Regions from separate parts of the Triticum aestivum genome. Here region 2 is linked to region 1. A link is a contact called in public Hi-C data. All regions are on one chromosome and are shown on one strand. The core of a region is the stretch at or near the end of the contact, and the rest is flanking DNA. Distances in the headings are between cores, read along the strand shown. Region 1 holds the start of LOC123144702 (vacuolar protein sorting-associated protein 20 homolog 2). Region 2 holds the start of LOC123144703.

Region 1 (5,422 bases), core at 1,098-3,597:
CTCCTCTGCGACGAGCCTACTACACTCGACGAGCTGCTGATCATAGCAGACAAGTACGCCACTGCCGACTCCTCCATGAAGTCGGAGCCCCGAGTGGACGCTTCCGGGAAGGTACTTCCTCCGGCTCCCCAGACACCGGCTGGTGACGACAATCGGCGCCAACAGCCGAACGACAACAAGCGCAAGGCCCTGCAGCCAGCTTCCACCAGCCGGCAGGTGGCAACAGTTGAAGACCAACAACCTGAAGGACAACCCGGCCCCAAGCGTCAGAAGGGCGGCAAGCCAGCTTGGTTGCCTGCTTTCTCCTTTGAGCAGACCCTCGATGCTCCCTGCAAGTTCCACAGCGGCGCGAAGCCGTCCAACCATACAACCCAGAAATGCCACTGGCTCGTCCGCATTGCCAAGGGTGAAGGATTGCCTCCTCTGCCTGCTGGCCTCCCGGCTCCGCCTCCCCAGCAGCTGACAGCCCGCCCAGCAGTCGGCGCGATCCAAGATGACTTCCCTAAAGAACATGGTGCTTACGTCGTCTTCACCAGTGTGGCCAACGACAGACACAGCCGACGTCAACAGCACTGCAAAGTGAACGCCATTGCCTCAACGGCCCCAGAGTTCATGCACTGGTCTAAGAAGCTTATCAGCTAGAGCCGTGCAGACCACCCGGAAGTGATGCCTTCTCCGGGTTCCTATGCGTTGGTGTTGGATGCCACCCTTGCAACGGAGAGGCGAGCTGCTCGCTTCTCCCGAATTCTGATACATGGCGGTAGCAGCATCAACATCCTTTACCGCGATACCATGGATAAGTTGAGAATCAAAGAGAAGCAACTCCAGCCCAGACGGGGCGTGGCTACAGTACAGACTGCCACCTCCGAATCCAGGGCGGAGCATGGCCACAGTGCAGCATACTGGGCGGACATCCCTCACCCGGCGCGGCACTGTTGCCACACAGCCCATGACATCACCCATGGCAGAGGAGGCCATGCTCCCACTACGAGCTGTCGGTATGGCTCACAAGCGGCAGGCCCTATCTGTCTGTGAGACGCCAGAAGACGGCATGCCCTGACCAATCGACATAGGGGATGCTGACTCCCAGCAGGCGGCCCTGCCCCTCCCTCGGAGTCTATGCGCCATTAATCAGAAGAGACGGGGAGTGGCTACAGTGAACGCCCACCAGGCGGCGGCACTGTAGCCATGCTCTCCCCGACAAAGCTTGCATCATCAGTGGCGCGGCCACAGTACTTAGCAGCCGACAGGACCCGCAAGCGGCGGGCACGGCCTGTCGGTGAAGTATGAGACAGCCAACGGGACCCACCAGGTGGCGGGCCCCAGCGGCCGACGGAGAAGCCGGCGTCCATAAACACTGACGGTCGAGTCCTACACCCGGCCGGATTACCATTGTACCCCTAGGAGGTAGGACTATATAAACCCCCCAAGGCACCCATGCAAAGGGTTCAGCCTCTTAGAAACCACACACACACATAGAGAGAGTGAAGCTAGGGCTAGCCTTGTTCTTCTTCCTCCTTTAGAGAAACAGCTCAAGGAGCAAGCTTGTAGCCATCATTGTTGGTTTAGTGATCATGCAGAGATCCCGCAGAACAGGACTAGGGGTGTTATCTCTTAGGAGAGCCCCGAACCTGGATAAGATGCGTCGGCGTACATGTCTACGCCTTATCCCGTTTCCAGGCACCGGCGATGTCTTACTCTCCCCACCATGATAAGCCATCCTTTGGCATATGTCGCACGACACCCCCGACAACTTCCTTTAGATTACTACACTTTATAGTGACCTAAACGCGGACGCGGATTTGGTGAACATGGGTGCGCGCGCACCCTTTATGAATAGTAAATTCAAAAAAATGCTTGAAAAAATCAAAAAAATCTGAACTTATTTTTGTAATATACATAGTCAACCGGTATACTCGCATATGAAGTTTCACGAAGAAATCACATCCGTGGTAATCTGGGCAAAAATGACAAAATCGAAGCTAATCAAAGCTATATTAAAAAACACTGTTTAATGAACAGTATGATCGCATTTGTATTTTCTTCACTAAAGATAACATGGGTGTCAATACATCATGAAACTTCACACGTGAGTAGAATGATCGACTAAGTTTCATACCGCGAAATTTCAATTTTTTTTATTTTATCTAGTATTTTTTTATGAATTTACTATTCACGTGGGTGCGCGCGCACCATGTTCATCTTTGTATTTTCGCCTAAACGCTCTTATATTTCTTTACGGAGGGAGTACTAATTTTTTTAGAAAAACGGGTCGAGCCGTTGGTACATGGTAATGGGTCTTTCCTACAGAAAAAAAAAGTGGTAACGGGTTATGAACCCGATCCTAATTCTCCTGGACCCTACCCATGAACTGTGATGCCGTGACCGCGTCTCCTCCCGCAGTCCACCTTCCCCTCTCCCTCTTCCTTCCTCTCCCGCCGCCGGCGAAACCTTGATCGCGAGGGGTATACGCGGGGAGAGAAAGATGGGGAACGTGTTCGTGAAGAAGCCTAAGATCACGGAGGTCGACAAGGCCATCCTCGCCCTCAAGACGCAGCGCCGCAAGCTCGCGCAGTTCCAGCAGCAGGTCCCCTGCTCCCGCCCTGCCCGATCCGATCATCTGTTTCCCACCCCCGTCCTACTATACCATCTAATCGTTGTAGTTTGTAATCGTGATCATTGAGATTCGATTCTGGTAGTTTATCGATCTCCAATTTTGCCCCCCTGGGCTAGGTAATACCAGGTTTGGTGCCAATACCGCTCATTACGTGAGTGTGGGCGCAGTTGGGATTAGGTTTTTGCATAACGTTGTGTCTATAACTGAATGGGTACGAGCTTTTTCCACCTTGTTAGTTTTTGTCAGGAGGGCCCAGTTCTGGTGTGGTTTGTTGTTTGCCATTTTGGGTTGACAGTAGTGATCCAGATTTAGAATGTCTGGCAGTGTCATCAGGACAGGAGTATAGGTTTTGGATCGGATTATAATGTATTAAGGTGAACGTCAGTGACAACTGCACATTCATGTTATCAAATGAGATATTACTTTCCAGAGCATACTGCAAAAACCAGACTGGCTTCTAGTGCATGCTTTGGTGCGCTGCCGTTATCTCGGTCTATCAGCGCTAGCGGTATGGGAGTCGTTTGCTAGTGCAAACCAGCAAACTATCTGATTTCTGTACTAGCATGTTGTGCGAATAAATTATTTCGCCATCAGCTTTCAATACCTTTAGGTGGGTATAACTTGTCGTGTTATGATAAACTGTTCAAATATTCTAACTGAACTAATGATCGTGTCTTGCGTTAAATCACTGGAATGATGTTTCTACTTACAATTAAGATGGTACTGATTCTGTTTATGTATGGTTTACTTTTCTTTCTTACAGCTTGAGAAGGTGATCGAAGCAGAAAAGGAAGCTGCACGCCAGTTGGTTCAACAAAAGAAGAGAGACAGAGCTTTGATTGCACTGAAGAAGAAGAAATCCCAGGAAGAGCTCCTGAAACAAGTTGATACATGGCAAATGAATGTCGAACAGCAGGTTAGTAGTTTATTGGATAGATTCTGGCTCCTAATGAATTGCATGTTCATGACTGAAGGTCTGTTATTCTGCTTTACATAATTGAATCTGACCAGCATTAAGTCTCTTTAGTTTTGATCTATAGCTTGACAGTCTGTTTTCTGTTCTCTTGTTGAAGCTGGCAGATATTGAACTAGCAAGCAAGCAAAAAGCTGTATTGGAAAGCCTAAAGACTGGAAATGCTGCCCTTAAGTCTATACAGAATGAGATTAACATCGACGATGTCCAAAAGTTAATGGATGACACAGCTGAGGCCAAGGCTTATCAGGATGTAAGTTCAATAAACTTATCCAGTCCACTGGTTACTACATTTATAATGCTTTTATCCACGTGAGGTTCTTCCATCTTATTTGAAGTCATTGTATATGTTTTTCTTACAACATCCTTAGTTGACGCATTATACGTAAAGTGGCACCTCGGATCTCTGTAAAAGCTCTTTTCATCTACTTCTGTGGAACTAATTAGACAATGTACATCATGTGGACTATGTGATAGTTGCCTGAAAATCAGTACTGACTTCGTTCTTACACCATTTAAATATATATAATTAGCTCTGTAGTCTGCAACTTAAACATGAACAGTTCTACAAAGTATTATGCTTCTGAAATTGTGACTTATACAAGTAGCTAATACAAAAATCAATTTGTCATCTGTTATATTGTACTCCCTCCGTCCCATAATGTAAAACGTTTTTTGACACTACACTAGTGTCAAAAAACGTCTTACATTATGGGACGGAGGGAGTATTATTGATGTCTTTGTACTTGTTAATCAATGCCCGTAAATTTGGTTTCATCTGATTTTGATGAGCTCCCTGCTATTTCTATTGCCAGAGTTATTTATATTTGAATCCAGTTTTCATCACTTCCTTCTCGTGATCTTACCATTTGTTGCGGTATATGCCCCCAAAGACAATGCCTGTAACCTTTTTACTTTGCTTATCAACTGATATTGATTGCAGGAAATAAATGCCGCTCTGGGTGAACAACTATCTGCTGAGGATGAGGAGGCTGTCATGGCTGAATTCGACAACTTGGAAGCTGAGGTTTTTCCCCAAAAGCTTCAAGAGTTTTCAACCTTTTGATTTATGAAAAATACCAACATTATAAACTTTGAGTTCTGAGCTTAAATGAAGATTTGTTTCTCTGCTAATTTTTTATTGTCATCTGTTCTTTTCAGCTTGCACTTGATTCTCTGCCTGATGCTCCCATTACTGATGTACAACCTGAAAAGAAAACTAAGGCACCGGCTTACACTGAAGCTCCAGCTGAAGACATTGATGATGTTATTGAGCTTCCTGATGTACCTACTAAAGCGCCTGAGAGGCCTGAAGCTCCAGAAAAAACAAAAGGTTTTGATCTCATGTTTCTTCATTTTTGGAGTTTGGCCTGTTTCATTTGCATCTAATAATTTTTATGGTGTATTGATGATGTGTTTTGAATTGACAGTCTTGGAAGAGCCACTACCTGCATAGTTGGTGGAGCTGAGCTGAACAGGGCACTCCAAGTCCTGCGGTTTGCAGGAGCTGTAAAATATCTGCCATTTGATTGTACTGCTTAATTTTGTCATTTCATAAGTTTCATTGTGTACAGAATCTGAAATGTTGGTCTCAGTTATCGATTGATGCAGTGACGACCTGTGCCTGTTGTACATTTAGTAGTCTAAGCATCGATTATGGTATCAGATGTCTGTTTCTTGATTGTCGTTTGTAGATTGATAGATCCAGCTACAATTAAATTGTGTTAACTGGCATTCTGTTTCATTGGTTGGATCTTTACGACGACTTGGCTACTTTGCACTCAGGTATGTAAACAGTTCCATTTCATGTTCATCATTTCTGATTTGCTACC
Region 2 (5,422 bases), core at 1,428-3,927, 270 kb before region 1:
ACAGTCATCCCCTTAAAGCGTACAAACTCGTTCTCGTCATCTTGCTTGTCCTCCCTTACTAAGGCTTGTATCCACTCACATGACTCTTTTATACAGCAACACTCGGTCATGCCATGATTCTTGGTCTGATGAAACTCATACCATACCTTGGAGGTGTTCAGCAACGAATCGCATTGATTTCAGTTGCTTGCTCATTGTTTATCCTGTAATAGTGCTCGACTTTGGATCACCGGATTTCGCGCATGGAGCTTGTCCTATCCCTCAATCGTGAAGTAGGATCCACAGATATCATCGGCAAGGGCACCTTTTCAAAGAGCTTCACCAATTTTATCCTGCTGGGTTTTGATCGAGCACTGGCGCTGGCATGGGCTGTGAATCCTCACTTTGGTCCTCGGGAATCATGATGGCAGTCGACAAGCTTCCATTGTGTCCATCGTCACTCTCATTGCTATTGGGTATAGCAGTAGACCATCGCATCCATATATACCTGACGTGCCATGGGGTCCAGTCCTACCATTGGCCCTTCAGGCTTTACCTTGTCCTGAGATTCCGCCACGCAATGGAAATCCTTCTTCGTATCACATCGTGCATGGACTTGTCCAACCCCATCATCTCACCGACATCCCGTCTATTGATGGTGTTGATGGACACCCAAGATGGATAGCCTAGCTCATCTCGACCATCTTCATCATATCGGGCAACCTCCATCAGATGTGGTCGTCGAGTACGCCTTACCACGGTAAGCCCCTGAGCTTTTCCTTCCAAAGAGCTCTAGACGAACAGCGATCGCACTAATGAAGAACATGGACAGATCCAATCTGATGTCAAGACAGCCCCATTGTCAACGCCAGCTGTCTGGTTTTTTTTCAAGCCATACCAACAGTATAGGACCTCATATGTGGATTTATAGTCATGGGAAACATCAAGTCACCAGGGATCTAGAACACAAGTCGAGAGGGGGCACAATATACCCAGGTTCGCGCCCCCTAGTCGCGCATAAAAGCCCTACTCCTGCCTTGCTCTTTCTTGTTCTATATAGTGGGAAGTACAGAACTGATTGCAATGGGGAGGGGGGTTCTTGTTGAGTTGGGAGAACTCAACAAGATCGAAGTGCCAATTTGGGCGTTAAGTGTCATAATAGTTAGGGCTTGATGGCTCTAGATTGCTAGTCCTTCCCGCGGTGTCCCTGGCGCCTTTATATAGCTCTGGTAAGGCGATCTTCATGTTAGTGCGTTCGTCGTGCTAGGGCAGAAGTTAGGACCACGTTGGTGCGCAGCCCGTTGATCACTTCCTACGTGTCCTGCATGGTACCACCTTGGTCGATGGCGCTCCACTTGGGCTCTCTGGCCCATACTTAGGCCAAGAGGGGTCCAATTGTGTGGTATTCACACTGTTGGGACTTTAGTAATTTCACTTACTATCCGCAGCCCTTTGGATTGTAGGAATGGGCCTATGAATTCCTATAGGAAACTTTCCTTTCTCTATATTTTGGAGGATTCTAAACATAAGTTCCAACCTCATGTTAAAATTTGTGTGAGAAGTGCAAGGCAAGATGAGTCTTTCACTCCCTCTACAATCAGCAAACGATTCCTACAAATTTCGTATATGGCATCCACACATCAACTTTGCGAAATTCCTGTGTTTTCCGTTTCTTCAAATCCACAAGATAGAAAACTCAATCCCTATGTTTTTCCTACTCCTATATTTTGGGATTCCTTCGTTCCAAAAGGCACCTAGGTTTCTCCTTACTATTTTGTATAGTTCATTGCTCTAAATTTCAAGGTAAAATAAAAATCATGTAGAGATAGTGCTTTGCCTATTTGGATAAAATTAATCCTGGTGGCAAACACAAGGAATGGGCAATCCACACTTGCGTGTGCTTTGCCCAACATGTTCCACCGTGCCAAGCCCTGACCCACAGACAAGTCTAGAATCCCCAAACATAAAATTAATAGTCTGTAACCAGAATCATCCTCTTGCTGAAGTGATATTTGCGCTCCCCCATTCTGTTTCATAGCTTATTCTTCACACAGATCATTGAAGAAAAGAACTCGCAAGTGACAACAACACTTGCAGTTAACGGGGTCCTCTGTGAGCATAATATGAAGCTCCGCAAAACTTTATTACTCACCTTAACCTTTCACCCCTCTACACATATGAGCAATGAAGTTTGCAAGTTCAAAGAGAAGAAACGTCAACTCTGTCTAAGAAATCCTTAGGCTGCAACAAACGATTTAGGTGACTAAGGTGAGTAAGACCGACCACATCACACGAAACACAAATGAATCGGGGAGGCAAAGAGACCATCCCCAGATTGTTGCAATAAACAAACTCGCGCCGGGTACAAAAGATAACATCCGATGGAAAGGAGAGGATAGATAAGGAGGGGGTTGGATGGGCCTGATGTTACCTGCCAGAGGCGCTTTAGGCGTTTCTTGGCGTTGTTCTTGCGGGTGGTGGTGAGCTTGATCCGCTTCCACAACAGCCCCGGGGAGTCGTTCCGCTTCACCACCTCCAGCGCTCTTGTCGCCCAGAACGCGGCCGCGCCGCCGGACAGCCCACCGCCCGCCATTGGTGATTCTGCCCCTCGCTCGCTTCTTCTTTTCTTTTTTGATTTGTTTGAGGGTTTCTTCTTCTTGGTCGACCCTTCGGCGGCGGAGGAGGTTTAGGGCAGGGTTTATTTCGGGCCTCTAGCTTTAGATGGGCGTCATGGGCCACATGTGCTTTTTTTTTTTTGCGGGAATGGGCCACATTTGCTAGCTGGTAGTAACTAATCAGTCATTTTCTTTATAATTCCTTTGGCAAATACTCCCTCTGTACCGTTTTATTTGTCGCTGGGCAATCGCAGTGCAAATTTTCTAACGCTATAAAATTTTCTTACTTTCCAGATTTACCCTTCCACCTTATCCGCTCCTCGCTCGCACCGCTCGCTCGTTCTCCGTCGCTGCAGCACTCACTCGCTCGCCCCTTCCCTCGTCGCCTCTCCCTCTCCTCTCCGTGACCGGCCACTCCCTTCCCTCGTCGCCGCCTTCCCCCTCTCCTCGTCGCCGCCTTCCCCCTCTCCTCGTCGCCGGCCTCTTCCTCTTCCCGTCGCCGGCCTCTTCCACCGCCCCTTTCTCCCCACCACCCCGCCTTCACTCACACACCCCGTAGGTTTAAAAAATTGATTCTTTTTGCGTCGGCGACGAGCTTCTCTGCGACGGAGGCGTGGATGTGTAGGGGCGCCAAAGCTGGATATGGGCTACGGGGGCGTGGATGTGGATGTGGAGCGGCGGCGGAGCGGCGCCGGAGCAGTGGAACAGCGGAGCGGCGCGGGAGGCCGAGGCGGGTAGGCGCCACCGGTGGCGGGACAAGCAGCTGGAGCAGGAGGGCGACGCCTACGACCGCTGCAGCGAGGTCTGCGCACTCAGTCTCTGAGTCCCTGCTGCGGCGAGTTCTACGTACGCCAAGACCTTCTACGGTGAGCCCCTTACTTACTCGGTACAGAGGGAGTACATGTGATCTGGATAATGAAAATCATTCTCATATATAGATTAGGAGGAGATGGGACTGATGTAAGAGTGTGTTTGTTTAGACCTGTATACTTACAAGGAGGTTGATTTCAGAATTCATATGTTTATTGTAAGAAGCACATTCTCATGTATAGATATAGGAGGATATGGGTCGATTTCGGAATTTCTTATGTTTATTGTAAGAAGCACATTCTTAGATTTATGGTTAGATTCTCAGTTATAAAGAAATTTACATCTTATAGTAAATGATATTTGTTCAGTTGATAACCAGATTCAAGGAAAATTAGTACAAGTTTTCTTTTAATGTACTTTTATTGATCCTTTGCTGGTAGTCTGCACCCACTGCCTCAATACTATTAGTACAGATTGATTGGTTAATTTATACAAGGAATGAATGTCTTTGCACAGTGCTGATGTTATTCGATTGATTTGCTACATGTGGGAGTCATGCCATATTTTTCATTCAAAAATGTATTTAGTAGTTCTAGAAATTGAGACAAAGGTGAAAATTGCTGCCTGGTATGAGAACTATGCAGCTATTTAATTCAAGTTTTTAATCTCGATGTCTTGCAAAATTGCTGAGCGGCTGGCGAAGCGAAGGAAGTTCGCCGTTCCCGGTCCGTGGCACTGCCAACATCAATATTGGAACTGTTCTACATGAGATTTATTTGTATATATCTTCTACTCACAATTATGGGCCACTGGTCACTAGCAGTTTGAGGTAACTCCACTAATTAACTTTGATGTCAATATTAGCTTGCAACTTAGCCACAAATGGCACAACTGTGAGGACGCTATGTTATCCTCCCTGCTGACTATTTTGGTGAGCACAGGGTATGTGGAGCGCACTCCTTTGTATACTTCTTTCCCTGGGAAGTGAAGATTTATGTCTTTTAATGTCATGAGCTGCATTTTGTTTGTTAAGAGAATATTAGAACGGGACTATTTGTTTGGACAAAAACAAATGCAAACTATTGTAGTAAAAAAATACAAAAAAGCGACCCGCAAGATCTAAGTACTAACATGGAGTGTGTTCATGCATCAGTTTGCCTTGGTGCACAGAATATGTGTAAAATGTAAAGAGTTGTTTTCTCCGAACTTTAGCCACATTATGTTTGTTTAGACGTGCGTTGTGCATACACGTTTACTAGTAACTATGAGACCGCCGTACCCGCGCAAGGATCTGTTTTTAGATGCAACAATGCAATGTCTTTGCCCACTCAAAAAAAGATGCAATGATCTCTTTTTTAACTATTCACCAGAAAACCAACCCAACGATCATGTGCACCCTTTCATGGGCCGGCCCAATATTCATATACTCAGTCGAAAATCGATTCTTCATTCGATCGCTAGGCCGACTGGCATATGATTGATTGTTGACCATTGACCAAGCCATGTTGACTGTTGACTTTTTGGAAAAAAAATCAGAGAGAAAAAGTTCATAAATTTCAAAAAAAGTGAAAAAATCACCTAAAGAAAGTTCATAGTTTTGAAAAAAATCATGAAATTTTTAAAAAATCACTAAAAAAGTAAGAAAAAATGAAAGTTCACGCATTTGAAAAAAGTTCATGAAAAATTGAAAAAAATTCACAAATTTGAAAAAAGTTCCTAAAAATTCGAACAAACTCATGAATTTTAAAAAAAATTGCTTCAAAAAGTTATCAAACTTAAAAGGTTCATGGATTTAAAGAAAAGGTCATGAAAATTTTAAAAAGTTTAGTAAAAAATGAGCAAAGTTGAAAAAAGTTCATGAAATTTGAAAAAAGAAAGTTCACAAAGTTTGAAAAGTTGACATATTTGTGAAAAGTTCATGAATTTGAAAAGGTTAATGCATTTGAGAAAATCCAAAGAAGAAAAATGAAAAAAGGAAAGGAAAAAAACATAGTCATCCTTTTAGTGCTACAATTTGA

Evidence for each region. A called contact is a pair of places that touch in the nucleus more often than the background predicts.
Region 2: a contact with region 1 is called in a Hi-C map of leaf, with 2.7 times the contacts expected there. The contact joins the promoter of LOC123144703 here to the promoter of LOC123144702 in region 1. A contact is called at or near these places in 2 of 5 Hi-C or Micro-C datasets (both in leaf).

What each region holds. Positions count from the first base shown.
Region 1 is chr6D:289,818,193-289,823,614 of IWGSC CS RefSeq v2.1, reverse strand. LOC123144702 (vacuolar protein sorting-associated protein 20 homolog 2) reads left to right here and starts at 2,347. Exons shown (of 6, transcript XM_044563914.1): 1 at 2,347-2,587; 2 at 3,381-3,533; 3 at 3,691-3,843; 4 at 4,534-4,617; 5 at 4,752-4,923; 6 at 5,021-5,271. The coding sequence starts at 2,486. The coding sequence ends at 5,046.
Region 2 is chr6D:290,084,033-290,089,454 of IWGSC CS RefSeq v2.1, reverse strand. LOC123144703 reads right to left here and starts at 2,677. Exons shown (of 2, transcript XM_044563915.1): 1 at 2,411-2,677. The coding sequence starts at 2,572. It overlaps LOC123144704 (a long non-coding RNA gene), which reads left to right and starts at 2,833. Exons shown (of 2, transcript XR_006471858.1): 1 at 2,833-4,233; 2 at 4,346-4,414.